Linked DNA regions of Rattus norvegicus: region 1 is linked to region 2. The links are chromatin contacts, called in public Hi-C maps. All regions are on one chromosome and are shown on one strand. Each heading gives the region's core, a stretch centred on a gene start, on an enhancer-like site or on the middle of the called end of the contact. The rest is flanking DNA. Distances are from core to core; before and after follow the strand shown. Region 1 overlaps Tectb (tectorin beta). Region 2 holds the start of LOC120098625 (extensin-like).

Region 1 (4,137 bases), core at 923-3,422, 74 kb before region 2:
ACCTGCCGTGCCTGTGGACACAGCCCAGAGAACACATGACTATTGGGCAATCAGCTTACTCCGTAGGGACAGCTCCACAACCAGGACACCCCCTGTCTGGTCACGTAGCATGCGTTTCCGTTTGTCACAGTTCTGAAGACCGGGAGGAGAAATGAGAAAAAACAAAATGAACTTCAAGGAGTCAAAGTCCCCAGTCATTACATAGCAACTGATACCTAGAGTACACACCACGCCCACACATGCATGCGCTCACGCACGCACACATGCACATGTGCACACAGGCCTAGAATTCATTGGCTGTCCAGGCTAGGGAATCCTGGGGGAATAGTTCATTAGAATTCCAGTGGATGAATGGGCACTGTACCTTTCTATAAGCTTTTACTCTTAACGCAGAAATACACGAGGATGCTCGAAAAGTAAGTTCTGCTTCATTTTCTTCTGTTAAAACTGAAACTCCAGTGACCATTCTTAGATCAAGCGCTAACTGGTCCTCCCTGTCCCCGCCCTGCACTCTGGTTCTCTCCTCTCTTCCTCCCTGTGTTCATAAGCATCTGTTTTCCAGCTATGTGAGTTTATGGAAGGAGAAAATAAACCTCCTTTTGTAGTTCCTCCAGGCCACGTGGGCTGGCAGGCTCTTTAGAAGTGCAAACCTCGGAGGTATCCAGTCCCTGAGGAGGTGTTCAAAGCTCAGCAAACCCCAGAACCACAGGGTGTTGGCTCTCCCCTCTGTGTCGTCCGCTGTGACCCGGACACCCAGCATTTCTCTGAAGATAGTCCCATCCAGACTGCAGTCACCTGTCTTTACAGTTCTGCCTACATCTTGGATTCCTTTACCCTTCTGACTTTTCAAAGCATTTCCATGCCTACTATCATCTCCATTTTCATCCTACACAGTTCTCTGACAAGGGACTGGTGACCCTTATTCAACGAGGATGAAATTGGCACCAGTGGGATAAATGACGCAGACCAGGCTGCTAAGTTTTGGTAGCAAGGTGGACAGGTCTAGACCTTCTGCCTCCGCACCCTGGACCCACAATTCCCAGGTCAAATCCAGCTCCTCCACTATCAGCCTCCCCCCGGGGGGGGGTTTAATGTCTTCCTTTTGGAGCCAGGACTCTCACCACTGGGCAGGAGAGCTTCTCACTGTCGCAGATGAACGTCTCACAGTGTAACCAAACCTTGGATAGTTTGGGGATGTTCTGGAACCGGAAGGCATTGAATTGGAAAGTGGCCCTGTGGTCCTTGCCATTCTCGTGCACGAGGACGGTTTCATCAGTGGAGCAACTGGGATACACAGGGGAAGGGAGAAGGAAACGTTACACTAGAGAAGGCCGAAAAGGCTCTAAGGTGAAACCTCACACAGTGCTCATTCTGCTAGATGTAAGCAGCTATCTGTCCTTTCAGAGAACTCTGATCTCTAAGTGTGAGGTCGGCCACAGAGCCGAGAAAGTGGACATAGTCATTCCGTCCTAAAATAGAGGGGAGTGGCTTACGAGAACCCACGAATCTGCTAAGTTGAAGCCCTCTCCCACAGAAGCAAATTCTGCAAGAGATAAAGCCCTCTTCATGACTGGCATCTGGAAGACCCCAGGGTAGCACAAGGGAAGGACCTCCATGGTGGGTGGGAATCCTGTTTTCAAATGTTGCCATGAACACCTAAACTTGAGCCACACCCACCAGTTATCTCTGTGTATATTATTAGGTTTTGCCTGAACTTGGAGAAAGGAATTTATGTCCCATCAATCACACATATAATAACTTTTGTAAAAAAAAACACAGTCATATTTTTTCATACATAATCTAGTCAATGACTGGAAAGAGATATCTAAATGTATGTTTGCTGAGACAGAAGGAAGACCTTAGAAATGTCATCTCAGAATTCTCTCTCAGAAGTCATGAGGGAGAAACAAAGGTTGCGCCTTCCTTTCTGGGTAAAGGGTCAGAGTTATTTCTGTTTGTTGTGGCCTCGGCAGAGATGGGGCTGTGAGAATTTTCCAACTTACGAGGATCTAGCGGGATTGTTTGGTCAATGAACCTGAGATCCTCACCTAAACTCAGGACACGAAACCTTAAAATAGCTCTTGGCTGCCAGAGTGCCCTAGGCCTGGTGTCAGTCGGTGGAAAATACCGTAAGAGGAGCTCTCTGATGGGGGGAAGGGAGGGCAAATAATGGGCAAGCATACATGCCTTGGCACAAGCTGTGGCACCTGCCTCTCGGTGACAGCTACCCCTGGTTGCTTGGATGGTGGCAGCCTGCTGGGTGGGCAGCCTACATCGGCAACCCCAGTGCCCCTTGAGGGAGTGCGCTGTTGCAGGTGTGCTCATGTGTTCAGAAAATACCTGGCAATGTATCTACTGCAGTGACTATAGATGCTTGCAAACTGGAGTTCCACCAAAAAGATCCAGTCTGACCAAAAGGTTTCCTCCTAAGCCACAGTGAAAGACACCCGGACACACTGGGTGCACCGCTCGGCCTTGACTCCGCCAAGAGTGGCACTTACCCCTTATTGATCAGCTGCCATTGCAAGGGGTACATGAAGTCAGCCGAGGGGGTGGCCCAACAGCTATTCAAGACTACTTTAAACCTGGGGATAAAACATGGTATCACTGAGAGCCACTCTTGTGTTCAGAGACATCTCAAAACCGAAGTCTGTTGGCTGTTTTTTTTTTTTTTCCTTAAAAAATAGACACGCAGAGAAATGGAACTCACCGAACACTTAGTCCCTTGGCTTCTACTCCTGCAAACAGATCCGAACCGATTTCAGATGTTTCCAGGACGAAGGGAGCTTCTTTCTTGGTGGAAAACTTGGCATTCTTGGGAAGGAAATGGGGGCATTAGGTCTCGTGACCTCTCAGAGCGAGACATCGGGTCTGGTGGGAGCAGACACACTGAGATGGGATAGAGAAGGAACCAACCCAAGGAATGAATGCCATTCATTCCTTGAACGAGACCATAGAGAAAACTCTAGAGCCAGAGAAATTGAGCTTCTGAGGATGCTGATGCCATCTTAGAAAGATTAAGGACATTTGCTGGTCACTGATGACAACGAACTTAACGGATGGGAAAATGATGGGGCCCAAGGAGGTGAAGACAGGATTCCTGTGATTTCACAAATCACTTAATGCTCTAGTCCCTCACTACCCCTGACTCCCCACCCCTGCACTTTGAGCAAATGGTCACCTGGGTTTGCGAGTTTATGACTTGATTAACGGTGTGGTTATCGATTGACGTAAGTCACCAATTTCCTGCAATGCGTCTGGGTATCGTTCTATGTATTTGGATAGTTTCTATGTCAAGATACCCTGTGCATTGAGATATGATATTTGTGAATGAAGCAAGATATTCTAGCAAGAGAGAAAGACAAAAGAAGTAAATTGCACAGCACATTAGACTAGTATGTCGTATATAATGTTAGAAACCACAAAAATAATAAAAATGGATTGGGAGCATGAGGAAGGGTAAGCTACATTTAGTGTGTGTGTGTGTGTGTGTGTGTGTGTGTGTGTGTGTGTGTGTGTGTATGAGTGTATAAAGGTACACGTTTGTCTGTGCACATGTATGTGGAGGCCAGAGGCAACCTCTGGTTTCATTTCTTCAGGAACTGTCTACTTGACTTTAAGACAGGGTCTCTCATTGGCTCAGAACTCACCAAGTGAGCTAGGCTGGCTTGCAAGTAAACCACAGGGACCTACCTCTTTCGTCCTCTCCCAGAGTGGGATTACAAGTGATGTGACGTTGCGCTTAGCGTGTTTGTTTTTAGTGAGGGTCTGGAGATTGACTTCAGAAGCTCATTTTTTGCAAGGCAAGCACTTCACTGACAGTTTTGAAAAGGGCAACCAGAAAGGCCTCATTGAGGAGGAAGCATTTGAACAAGGCTTGAGAAAGGTGAGGAAGGTGGGGAAGGCCGGGGCTGTGTAGCCACAGCAGAAAGAATGCATCCACAAGGGGAGGTCCCATGGCTGACAGGACAGCAAGGGGCCAGGTCTGGAGAAGGTTTGGGAAGGAGTAGGGTATGAGATCCCAGGGCTGTGATTAAGGAGAGCAGGCCCTGTTGAGTGTCTCAAAGGCTCACTAGTGCTCAGGACTGGCAGGATCTACTCCCTGGCCCGGGGACTAAATCTAACATCTTGAGATAA
Region 2 (4,016 bases), core at 1,020-3,519:
TGCCCCGCACATCTGGGAATCCTCTCTCTGCCTTCACAGCACTGGGATTAAAGGCGTGTACTGCTATGCCAAGCTTTTCATGGGAACACTGGATGGGACCCAGAGGACCGTGTTTGATGATGCTGGGGTGACAGATTGCTCACTGAACCACTGCCAGAGCCTCTTCCCCCCACCTCACTTTAGGTTTTTCCAGTATAGCATAGAATAAGGACTCCCCAAGGGGATGGCTAGTTGTAGCCCATGGGTCAGTTCCTGCCCACTCCCTGCTTGGTAAATGAAGTCTTGCTGGTCCATAGCCCCATTGGTTTGCTTATGTATTATCTGTGGCCTCTTTCATTCAGCAGATTTGGGCAGCTGTCACAGAGAGTATACGGTTAGCAAAGCCTTAAATATTGACTATCTGCCCACCCCCTTTTAGAACACACCGACTCCTCCCTTAGAGGAGCGTTGGAGCCAATAAGGCCTGTGTTCAAATAGGGTTTTGCTTTCTTGTTAGCTGTGACATTGGGGTAGTTGCACAACCTGAAGCCACATCTACTTAATGTGGACGATACTTTGGAGGGCTTGGGAAGAGGATTGGTTGAGTGAGACTGGCCTGGCACCATCCTGGGCCTGGCACCAAGTAAGTGCTTGATAAAAGGTGGCCATTCCCTCCTGCATCAGGCAAGCATATGTGTGTGTGTGTGTGTGTGTGTGTGTGTGTGTGCGCGCGCGCGCGCGCGCTTATGGGTGACTGCCCATCCTTCTGCAGAGCCTAGCAGTGGCCTGCCCACGCTGAGCTTGCGTTCTACTAGGAGCAGATAGAGGGTGACCAAGAATAGAAGATGATGACAGGTTAATTTTAGATAGCGGGAAGTGCTGTAAACAAAATAGAGTGACATAGAATAGAATGAGAAGCCTGGGACAGAAAGTTGCACATGGAGCTAAGAGCTAAAAATAAGAATGAATCAGACACACAAATACTCAGAGGAGGCATGTTCCTGGCTGGAGGAACCAGAAACACAGAGGCCCTGAGCCAGAGATGAGGTTAGACTGGCCCAGAAGAAAGAGGTGGCCTGGGGACTGTGGTACTGAGGGAGAGGGGCATGGCAAAGGACAGTGAGGAACAGTGGAGGGGTGAAAGCCAGTGAGAGCTTGTGCCCTGGGAAGGGTTCAGCTCTGAAGCGGGGAAATCTGAGACAGAGATGGGCCAGAAGTGAAAGCACTGTGGCCGCTTTCTTCATTCTTTGTAGGAGCAGTGTTCCTCCCTCCTTGTTGCCCGTTAGCCCCTGCTGGAGTCAGGAATGAACAGGGGCCTCCTAAGCCCTGGCCTCTGTTGTGGAAATCCCACCAGAGCACCCCATTGAGCTCAGCTGCCTCCTGGGGCTTTTCTCCCACATGGTAGCCCTAACTCACCTGACAAACCTTTAGGACATACTGGCTGGTAACTCTTTGAAATCTCTATCAGGAATCTCCGTGCTTCTCCAGGTAGAGCACTTAAGGGGCGTATCAGTTAACATGATCTCAAAGACTCCAGTGCACTTCCAGCAACAGAAGACCACCAGATAAGCTTTTCGTCCCAAAGGCCACTCAGAATTCATGGCTCTGGTTCCCACAATTAGCATTTCTATTTTGTCCGAATAGCTGAACAGGCGTGAAGGGCCTTCATGATAATATTTTACCTGTTTGCGGCTTAATAGAAAGCATTAGATACCATCAGTTACCCAAACTGCCCCCACAGTTACTAATCATAGCCGTGCCGTAGCCACGGTCACAGAGTGTCACTGTATACGTGGCTTGGCAGTGAGAGGGGACAGTTAGATGCCCACTGTATTAATTACTTTCCCTATTGCCATACAAAACACCTGACAGAAGCAACTGAGGAGACGGGGGCTGGCCAGGCTCAGGATGGAGGAGAAGGCTGATCAGGTTGAGGATGGAGGTGCCACCCATTGTGGAGGAGAAGGTACCACAGCTGCAGGAGCTCAGTCCAGTGCGGCAGGAGTTGATGGTCCAGGTTCTTGACATCTGAGCAGACTGAGACTGGGCTAAAATCTGAAGGGAGGGTCATACAGTAGCTCCATTTTTAAAATCCGTAAAGGAGACTCTGTACTATTTTGTAGGATAGTCATAATGTGGGCATAGATTCTTGAGTACAGAGCCCACGGATGCCATTGGAAGGGCCTTGAACTATCTAAGAAGGAATGAAAATGTTTATGCACTTGGTTTTCCAGGGGCAAGTCCCGGAATCCCATGTGATCGGGTTCTTCACCTTGATGTTACAAAGTTATGGATTACTGCTTTACATTACCACACAGTACCGCCAGTACCACACAGTACTGCCAGTACCGCACAGTACCGCCAATACCGCACAGTACTGCCAATACTGCACAGTACTGTCAATACCGCACAGTACTGTCAATACCGCACAGTACTGTCAATACCGCACAGTACCGCCAGTACCGCACAGTACTGCCAATACCGCACAGTACTGTCAATACCGCACAGTACCGCCAATACCGCACAGTACCGCCAATACCGCACAGTACCGTCAATACCGCACAGTACCGCCAATACCGCACAGTACCGCCAATACTGCACAGTACCGCCAGTACCGCACAGTACCGCCAATACCGCACAGTACCGTCAATACCGCACAGTACCGCCAATACCGCACAGTACCGCCAATACCGCACAGTACCGCCAATACCGCACAGTACCGTCAATACCGCACAGTACCGCCAGTACCGCACAGTACCGTCAATACCGCACAGTACTGCTAATACCGCACAGTACCGTCAATACCGCACAGTACCGTCAATACCGCACAGTACTGCTAATACCGCACAGTACCGTCAATACCGCACAGTACCGTCAATACCGCACAGTACCGCCAGTACCGCACAGTACCGCCAATACCGCACAGTACCGCCAATACCGCACAGTACCGCCAATACCGCACAGTACCGCCAATACCGCACAGTACCGCCAATACCGCACAGTACCGCCAATACCGCACAGTACCGCCAATACCGCACAGTACCGCCAATACCGCACAGTACCGCCAATACCGCACAGTACCGTCAATACCGCACAGTACCGTCAATACCGCACAGTACCGTCAATACCTCACAGTACCGTCAATACCGCACAGTACTGTCAATACCGCACAGTACTGCCAATACCGCACAGTACTGTCAATACCGCACAGTACTGCCAATACCGCACAGTACTGTCAATACCGCACAGTACTGCCAATACTGCACAGTACTGTCAATACCACACAGTACTGTCAATACCACACAGTACTGTCAATATCGCACAGTACTGCCAGTACCGCACAGTACTGCCAGTACCGCACAGTACTGTCAATGGTGCAGTTGCTGTGCCCACAAATCAGGTCTCTAAGTTTACAATCAGAAAAGAAGACAACCTGTGGTTAAGGAAGAGGGACCTCATAGTTTTAAACACCCCATTTATTAATTATCTGGTACTGGCTCTTGGATCAGTTTTCTAGTTCTTTTAAAGGTGCCACACAGCATCTATCATATTCCAGATATGTCTCCAGACATATTCCAGTCTGTCTCCAATATATATATATAAATTTTTTTCTAACACAAGGTCTTGTTATATATCTCTCTTTTTAAAATTTATTTTATGTGAGTATGTTGTCACAGTTTTCAGACACACCAGAAGACAGCATCAGACCCCATTACAGATGGTTATGAGCCACCATGTGGTTGCTGGGAATTGAATTCAGGACCGCTGGAAGAGCAGCCAGTGCTCTTAACCTCTGAGCCATCTCTCCAGTCCCCTATAGATCTCTTAGTAATTCTCCTGAGTTCTGGGATTATACACATGACATATTTTAAATCTAATCCCTTATCACAGCATAAAGTATTATCATTAATTATTATTTTATTATTGTTATTAGCTTTGTTGAGCTGATGCAGAAAGGGGGGATGGGTGGGAGAGGGGAGAAAGGGAGGAGAGATAGATAGATGACAGTTCGGTAGAATTAAAAAAAACAAATTGCA

Evidence for each region. Hi-C and Micro-C count contacts between places; a contact is called where the count stands out from the background.
Region 1: a Hi-C map of psoas muscle shows a contact between it and region 2, with 4 times the contacts expected there. The contact joins the enhancer-like site here to the promoter of LOC120098625 in region 2. A contact is called at or near these places in 5 of 12 Hi-C or Micro-C datasets (Schwann cells, frontal cortex, kidney and 2 more).

The regions. Positions count from the first base shown.
Region 1 is chr1:264,234,171-264,238,307 of GRCr8, reverse strand. Tectb (tectorin beta) reads right to left here. Exons shown (of 10, transcript NM_001106200.1): 5 at 2,711-2,814; 6 at 2,502-2,585; 7 at 1,122-1,284; 8 at 60-132. Among named protein-coding and RNA genes, the nearest start is that of Tectb, 9.3 kb to the right of the region's middle. Within about 2 kb of position 2,172, at least 3 of the 93 cell types and tissues checked have an H3K27ac peak or open chromatin away from gene starts, as enhancers often do.
Region 2 is chr1:264,160,610-264,164,625 of GRCr8, reverse strand. LOC120098625 (extensin-like) reads left to right here and starts at 2,269. Exons shown (of 1, transcript XM_039098240.1): 1 at 2,269-3,387. The coding sequence starts at 2,269. The coding sequence ends at 3,387. The region is part of intron 1 of Gpam (glycerol-3-phosphate acyltransferase, mitochondrial); the gene reads left to right.